Linked DNA regions of Anas platyrhynchos: region 1 is linked to region 2. Evidence: chromatin contacts called from public Hi-C data. All regions are on one chromosome and are shown on one strand. Each heading gives the region's core, a stretch centred on a gene start, on an enhancer-like site or on the middle of the called end of the contact. The rest is flanking DNA. Distances are from core to core; before and after follow the strand shown. Region 1 overlaps MACO1 (macoilin 1). Region 2 holds the start of SELENON (selenoprotein N).

Region 1 (3,563 bases), core at 333-2,832, 70 kb after region 2:
AAGGCAGCGTACTCTGTGGTACGGAAGCTCGAGATGGAAGTCAGGGCTGGGAGCATGTGCTCAGTCCCTGACAGAGTGCAACTTCAGGCTTGGCAGAGTGCAAGGGATGTCACAATATCACTAACAGCTTATTTATTTCAAAAGAGTTGAACAACATAAGCTGAAAAATAGCAATGAATTATTTCAGTGATTTTTTTTACATACTCCCCTGCAAAAACACACCAACGTGTATAATTCTCCAAGATGGCATTGGGTCCAGCATCCGTCCCTTTCAGAGGCAAATCTTCCTCTAGAGAATAGCCCCATTGCTCAGATGGGGATTTTTTAGGAAAGAGAGAGCAAAATCCATTTCTTGATTTTTATGTATTTCCTTCAAAAAAGCTTTCAACCTATTCTCATCCCCTAAAGCAAGCCCCTAGGAGATTCTCCATTCCCCCCTCATCTCACATCCTTTGCTGCTGTGAGCAACCTTTTTTCTGCCACATTAGAGCAGGTGTAGATTAGGAAATTCATAGCACAGATGCAAAGGGGGTTTATTTGAACTCTGTGAAAAGCCACAACGACCTGATGTAATCTCAGCATTAGGCTCAATTTAACTCATTCTTAATTATAACATTTTTTCAGGCTTTCCTTAAGAAAATTCTGTGTTCTCATTTGTCTCTACCCAGCAGTACTGTCTGTGTCATCTCTCCTGTCACATTACTGCATTTAAGATGCTATTTCCAGCTGCTTCTACCCAGCCAGATTCAATACGTCCAGTGCTGTCTCATTAGAGACAGACTTTATTATTGCTAGTGTTGCTTTGTGTTCAGATTGTACCAGAACATTACATTCAAGGTGTAGACAGGAACAAAGCCATCAAGACTATGCAGATGTAAAACAGCATATGGACAGTGCTTTGCTGCTCTGGTTGTGCAGATTTTGAAGCTAATAATAATTCTAAACATCTCTTTTCATCTTATTTAATCTTTATAATCTCCTTACCCTCCAGTCCAGATTTTCTTTGCGTGCTGAGATTGCTCCTTGTAGCTGTATGTCTCCGCTAGATCTGTACATACTGCGCATTGCCTTTGGGGAGGTGTACCCAGCTGTCCAGACGTAGACTTTATCAGGGATTTCTGTCCCAACAAAATGTCCTTGGTCCTTCCCACGAAGAGGGGGGCAGGCAGGGCTGTGACTGTTTGGAAAATGCTGGTAAATAAAAAATAAAAAATTTTAAAAAGCATTTAACGGTGAGTGCATGCAGAGACCAGAGACAATTTTATTTCCAGTTTTATTCTGGATGTGCTTTGTACCTTTTGGAATGGTTAGTCCTTGCAAGTATTGCTGTTTTACGTGCAACTTTGAGGGTTATGTTATCAGATTAAAAGTCTTCACTTCTATGAAAAAAAATTAGGTCTCTAGATTTTTGTGGTAAAAATTACAAAAAGTGGAAGTTCAGAAAGCCAGATAGCAAGCACAATAATCTGACTTTTTTTTTTTTTTCCTTTTCCCTTTATTTATTTTTCATATTCAGACTCAGGGGAAGAGCTGACTAGGGGTTTTTGAGCTTTTAATAGCAATGCTGGAATCTGGTCACGTGGCTGCTAAGCTTGTCTCTCCAAAGGCAGAGTGCTCAGATCTCAGCTGATCACAAAGGGAACAACAGGCACTGACCTCTCTAAAAAGCCACCAAATCCTCTTCTGGAAAAGAGCCTTGGCTTTTGCTGGCCTCTTATCCTTTTTATTTTATCTTTTTTTTTCCTTCAAATTGCAAAGCAAAATCCTTGTCCTATTTGGAAGCATTTTGAGATCCCTGCGTGAGAGGTGCAGCACTCAGCAGGGATCGTCAGCCCCCTTCTCTCACCCTCAAGCAGAGTCAGCAAGTGCAGGTGGCACCAGGAACTCAGCCAACAGCAAATCTAACCACGCTGTGCTGGGGATCAGTGTTACAGGGAGCAGGAGTTTGACCAAAAATGCTCTTCAACGTGGGAGACAGATCATGAATACCTTATGAATACCTTTGGCACAGGGCAGGGATCTCCATTCTGACTGGCCTAAGAAAACCTGTGCCACTGCAAATGATACTGACCGACCCTGGGCCTCGTCCTCTAGCACTAAGACCAGCAGGAGCTTTACTAACCTACAAGAAGCCAGAGTGGTCCCTTTGTTCCTTTTAGCTCTGGCACTGCATTGAGACAGTAGCCAAAGTAGACAGCAACATGGGGTAACCTCAGCACAAAAACTCAGTGACACTATTTCATGTTTTACACAAAGATGAAAAAACTATGACATTTCTGAGTAACACTTTTATGGTGACAATTATACAAGATGATTCAAAAATGCAAATGACAGGAACATGCACACCTGGCTAAAGCCATAAGTTTTATCCCAAAAAGATATCTGTGAGTAAAATTATGAAACTTTAACACTTCTACTGACTGGTGTACTACTTCATTTTTTTTTTTTTAATTGAGGCATACATGCCAAATACCATGAAACTTGAAAGAAATAAGGTTTTTGGTGTTTGTTGTTGTTTTTTCTTGAGAAGAACTTTCCAGCGTCCACTGCATGTTTGCAAAATCATAATGCTGGGTTTATAATTCTGCTACTTCTCAGCACACTTTTGCTTCCCATCTCTCCACAATCCCCACCCTCAAAAAACTGAAACACTTCAGAAGTTACCAGTGCAAACACTTTCTATCAGCGTATATTATACATTTGACTTTAAGCCTTTGTGCATTTTATGAATTTCTGTTAAAAACTCTTTAAAAACTCCTTGGCACAAAAGCTGAAAAATATTCTGCTCCATTTGAACTGTCAAATACAAGGTGATGTAGAGTGTAAATCATGGTAGAATAAAATAATGATAAAAATAATAAAAAAAAAAAAACAGAACTGCAGCTTTTATTAGCCAGCTTTACAGTCTCTTGTATACAGTACATTGCACAATTCCGCCTTCACAATAACGCTTCCTGTATTAATATTGTGCCTTCCATGATGCTGTATAATCAAGGCAAGTTACAGAACACTGCTGAGTTTATATCAAAATAAACAGAAGATGTAACTTTGGTTTATAATGAACATCCAAATTACCAAGTACAATTTGCAGTAGACTGTAATGAGCTTGATATATAAGCTAGATGACAGTGAAGGGGGGAAAATAGTTTAAACTATCAAGTTTCCTCTTGAAATGTCTTTTCCCAAGGCACTGTGAACAAGACTGTTAGCAATTATCAATCACTAGAAACACCAATGGGAATATAAATATTTCACACAACAACCACCATCATATCATTCTTTATTCTCTTCTTCTTTTGCTTAAACAACGCCCCTAAAATTTGTTTGGTCCTTTGAGGGGGTAACCAAATTATTTTCTGAAACATCATGTATTTTTATTTAATATGACTATAAATCAAAGCTTTGATAGATTATTTAACCCTTTCACTGTAAAAACCAAAGGCTTTACCTCACTATTTCTCAATGAATCTGATTTGCAAATTCAACTTGATTGTTTAAAAAAAAAAAAAAAAAAAAAAAAAGAAAGGGTTCAAAATCAAGCAAAGCCCTGTATTTTTCAAGAG
Region 2 (3,665 bases), core at 1,079-3,578:
CAGCCAGACGCCAGAGTCATGTCACAAACCATTGGGCCAGGCTTCAGTATATTTCTCTGCTCCAGAGCTTGCTTGGGCATACCACATACTGCACTAATCTTGCAAGGGCCCATGTGATCACTCACTCTCCGGGAGCAAGCACACAGTACAGGGAATTGCGCAGGCATTGCAAAATGACATCCTGCTCTGCACAGGAGGCCGACTTAAGATGCATAGTAGGCTCTGAGGAGACAGTCCACTTCCTAGTCCTCTCCACAGCATGTTAGAATTATGAATCTTTCAGAGTGTCTCTTCTTTTGTACTTCACAGACACAGACCTCAAGGGATGGAAGGCAAATGAGTGACCAAGTTTTTGGCTGGTTAGACCACCTGCTGCTGTAGTATTGGGAAAAAGACATGATCGTTTGCTTAAGAGGGCTGAAGGCAGAATGAGAAGCAGTTATGCTCTCTGAGTGCATCTAAAATGGCAGAATATGAAGGAAGGAATATGAGTGTCTAGTGTTAGACACTATCATCCAAAACTCAATCTACAGGTAATAACTGAGAGCATTCTCCAGTCCTCTGAGCCTCCACTTTTCACATTGGTTAAGCAATGAAAAAACATCAGCCGCAGAACCACCAGAAAATTATTCCGACGACCACAACTGGTCAGAGAGACAGACAGTAGCTTTCTGGTCAGGCGACTTATGGCTGTGCATGCATGAGCGTATCTCATGAACACCAGCAGCTAGCTGAATACAGCAGCCCTACAGGCCTCCTGTCTCCACCAAACAACGCATCCCTTTAAGGAGCCAGCTAAAGCAGAGAAAGCTGTGCCCCAGAAAGTACTGTCACACTGTATCAGCTCTGCAGGATCACTCCCTTCGCAAATTCATTTTCATACTCACAAAGTACAGCTTTCTTGGTCATTTTGTAGAGGAAGAGAGCTATGGTGTTCACAAAGAGTATTCTTCTCCCACCTGCTCGTGGGTTGCTCATCTAAATGGAAAATAATAAACACCTTGGACTGTTCACATTTTGTTCCTATCTCCAGCAGTGCCCTGTCACTTTAAAAACACTTGTCTTTTTATTTATAGAAATACCAACGCCTGCATTTTAATGCAAGTCAACTGAATTATAAAAATTACAATCAGAAACAATATCAAGAAGCCAAATTTAAAAATATAAAATTGCATTTTTCAGCTCCCATTCTCTATTCTTTTGCTACTTCCACTGACAGTCATTCAAGGCACACAAAAGCTGCATTTTTAGTATAAAAAAAAAATCTGAGCATTTGGGGCCTTTTTTAAAGGAAATAAAGTAGCAAGAAAAGACATCTTTAGAGGCCATGTGACGAGGTGTAAAGCATTATGTCAAGAAGAGGGCTGGGGGTCTGAGGCTCTCGCTTGTCCCTCCCTCTTCTGGCTGGGGCCACTGGACTCAAAGCAGACAGGGGAGGAGGCAGAGGCCCAGCCAGACACAATGACTGAGTTAGAAACAGTCCTCAGCGCAAACCCTAAGCACCGTGGCTAGGCACAGCTCAAACCCGTGAGGCTGGCAGTAAAGCTCTGCCATCACGGAGTTCACTGGGAGGTGCCTGTGTCCCGCACCGGGCTGTGTGATGGTCTCTGGTGTCTGGCGGTTACCTCAGCCTTTGGCAGCCACCTCAAGCCCAACAGCGGCCATCTCCAGCCCGGTGGTCACCACAGATCTGCGGTCACCATCAGTGCCTGGTGGCGATCACAACTCTGCATCCATTGCAGCCTGGCAGTGGCTGACACAATCCCAGCGATGACTTGAGGCCGGTGCCCGCCACTGCTCTAAAACACCTCAGCCTGCTCTACAGAACCTCCAGCCCACAGACGGCCGCGTACGGTGAGCACCACAGCTCTACGGTCACCTCACTCACAGCCACCTCATGCCCCGCAGCCACTGACGGCTGTTGGCTACCAAAGCTCCGCGCTCACCTCAGGCCAGAGACGACCACCTCCACCCCAGCCGCCACCTCAAGGCCCGCCGTCCCCTCGCCCCTGCGGTCCCGACAGCCCTGCGGCGACCGTCACCGCCGGCTCCTCCCGCCATTTCCGCACGCACCCTCCTCCGTCAGGGGCTGCACGGCTACAGGCGCCCCCCCCGAGCCCTCATCTTCTCGGTACCTGCTGCCGGGCGGCTTCGGCGTCCCGGTAGTACTTGACGGCGGCCAGTGCGGCCAAGGCGGCGAGGGCTAGCGCCAGCCGCGAAGAAACCGCCCCGGGCCCCGCCATGCCGCCACCCTCAGCGCCGCCGCGCCGCCATTGCCCCGCGGCCCGGGGGAGGCGTCAGGCGGGCGGCGCCGGCGAAGGGGGGGCCGGGGCCGGGTGAAGGCCTGCGCGCCAGGAGGCCTGGCCGGGCGGGGGGGGAGGCTTTGGTATGCCTCGGAGGAAAAGCTACGTTTTTGCTTTAAATTTGCTGCAGTTTATCAGCTACGCGGGCTCTTAGAGTAGATTGCTCACCGTCCTCCGCTGCAGTCTCATTTCTCTCCGTAGTTTTGTTTTTAATTATCGGAGAGTGGCATGTTTCCCATACACACACCAAGCAATTTCAAAAGTGGTCTCGGTATATAGCCAAAAAGAGCTGTATCCATCTTCTTAGGTAGCCTGGGGGGCTTCAGTGCTCCTCAGCAATCTGGAAGTAGACGTTGTGCTGCCATCCTGCAATGATCCCTGCAATCGTTCCTGCATGCCAGCCATCTGTGTGCCATTTCTGCCATCATGCTGGTCACAGACCTTTACAACAGCATGAAACTGTTCTTTGTGCTTTTCAGGTTCTTCGGTGGGGTTGCCACATTGCTCCTTAGCAGTGGCATGGCCAAGAGAGATACAAATATAGCCATTTTAATCTTTTCCCCTTAACTCAGTCTCCTTCTTGTACTTATATGCAACTACACTGAAATCCTTCCATTGCTCAGAAAAATTTACGACTGTTTTTTGTTGTTGTTTTCTCTTCTCTTCTCTTCTCTTCTCCTCTCTTCTCCTCTCTTCTCCTCTCTTCTCCTCTCTTCTCCTCTCTTCTCCTCTCTTCTCTTCTTTTTCCTTTCCTTTCCTTTCCTTTCCTTTCCTTTCCTTTCCTTTCCTTTCCTTTCCTTTCCTTTCCTTTCCTTTCCTTTCCTTTCCTTTCCTTTCCTTTCCTTTCCTTTCCTTTCCTTTCCTTTCCGCTGCTGCAAAACATTTATTTACCAATAACCATTCCTCTATGCTAAGCATTCCATCCCCTATCTTTATTCTTTGAATAATGCTAAATCCATATCTAACAACATTATTTCTCTTTGGGAATTACACAGGCATGAATTTAGAAACACATTTTTTGTTCCCACAACTTGCTTCAAGCAATTTCTTCTTCCCTAAGTGCTGACTGAACCAATTATCAAGAGTGTCACAAGAATGGAGAAAAATATTCTGTTACCAAAGACCATGCAGCTTTGCAATGACCAGAAAAAAGGCTGGTGGGAGCAACAATTCAAGATCCATCCCCAGTTGCAAGAACTGCTAAGCAGTACTGCTAAGCAAGTACTCTACAACTACCAGGGTCAGAACAAGAGTGATGTATGAACATCTCTACACAGTTACCCTGCCCAGAGTCACATACCAAGGACACACAGGGTAAAAAGCTAATTCAGTACCAGGACACACGGAAGAATTTGGCTTCAT

The links. A called contact is a pair of places that touch in the nucleus more often than the background predicts.
Region 1: a contact with region 2 is called in a Hi-C map of skeletal muscle, with 1.7 times the contacts expected there. The contact joins the enhancer-like site here to the promoter of SELENON in region 2. A contact is called at or near these places in 2 of 8 Hi-C or Micro-C datasets (skeletal muscle and subcutaneous adipose tissue).

What each region holds. Positions count from the first base shown.
Region 1 is chr24:199,884-203,446 of IASCAAS_PekinDuck_T2T, forward strand. It overlaps MACO1 (macoilin 1), which reads right to left. Exons shown (of 11, transcript XM_038167153.2): 11 at 2,869-3,563. Among named protein-coding and RNA genes, the nearest start is that of MACO1, 28 kb to the right of the region's middle. Within about 2 kb of position 1,583, at least 1 of the 8 cell types and tissues checked has an H3K27ac peak or open chromatin away from gene starts, as enhancers often do.
Region 2 is chr24:129,335-132,999 of IASCAAS_PekinDuck_T2T, forward strand. SELENON (selenoprotein N) reads right to left here and starts at 2,329. Exons shown (of 11, transcript XM_038167158.2): 1 at 2,136-2,329. The coding sequence starts at 2,243.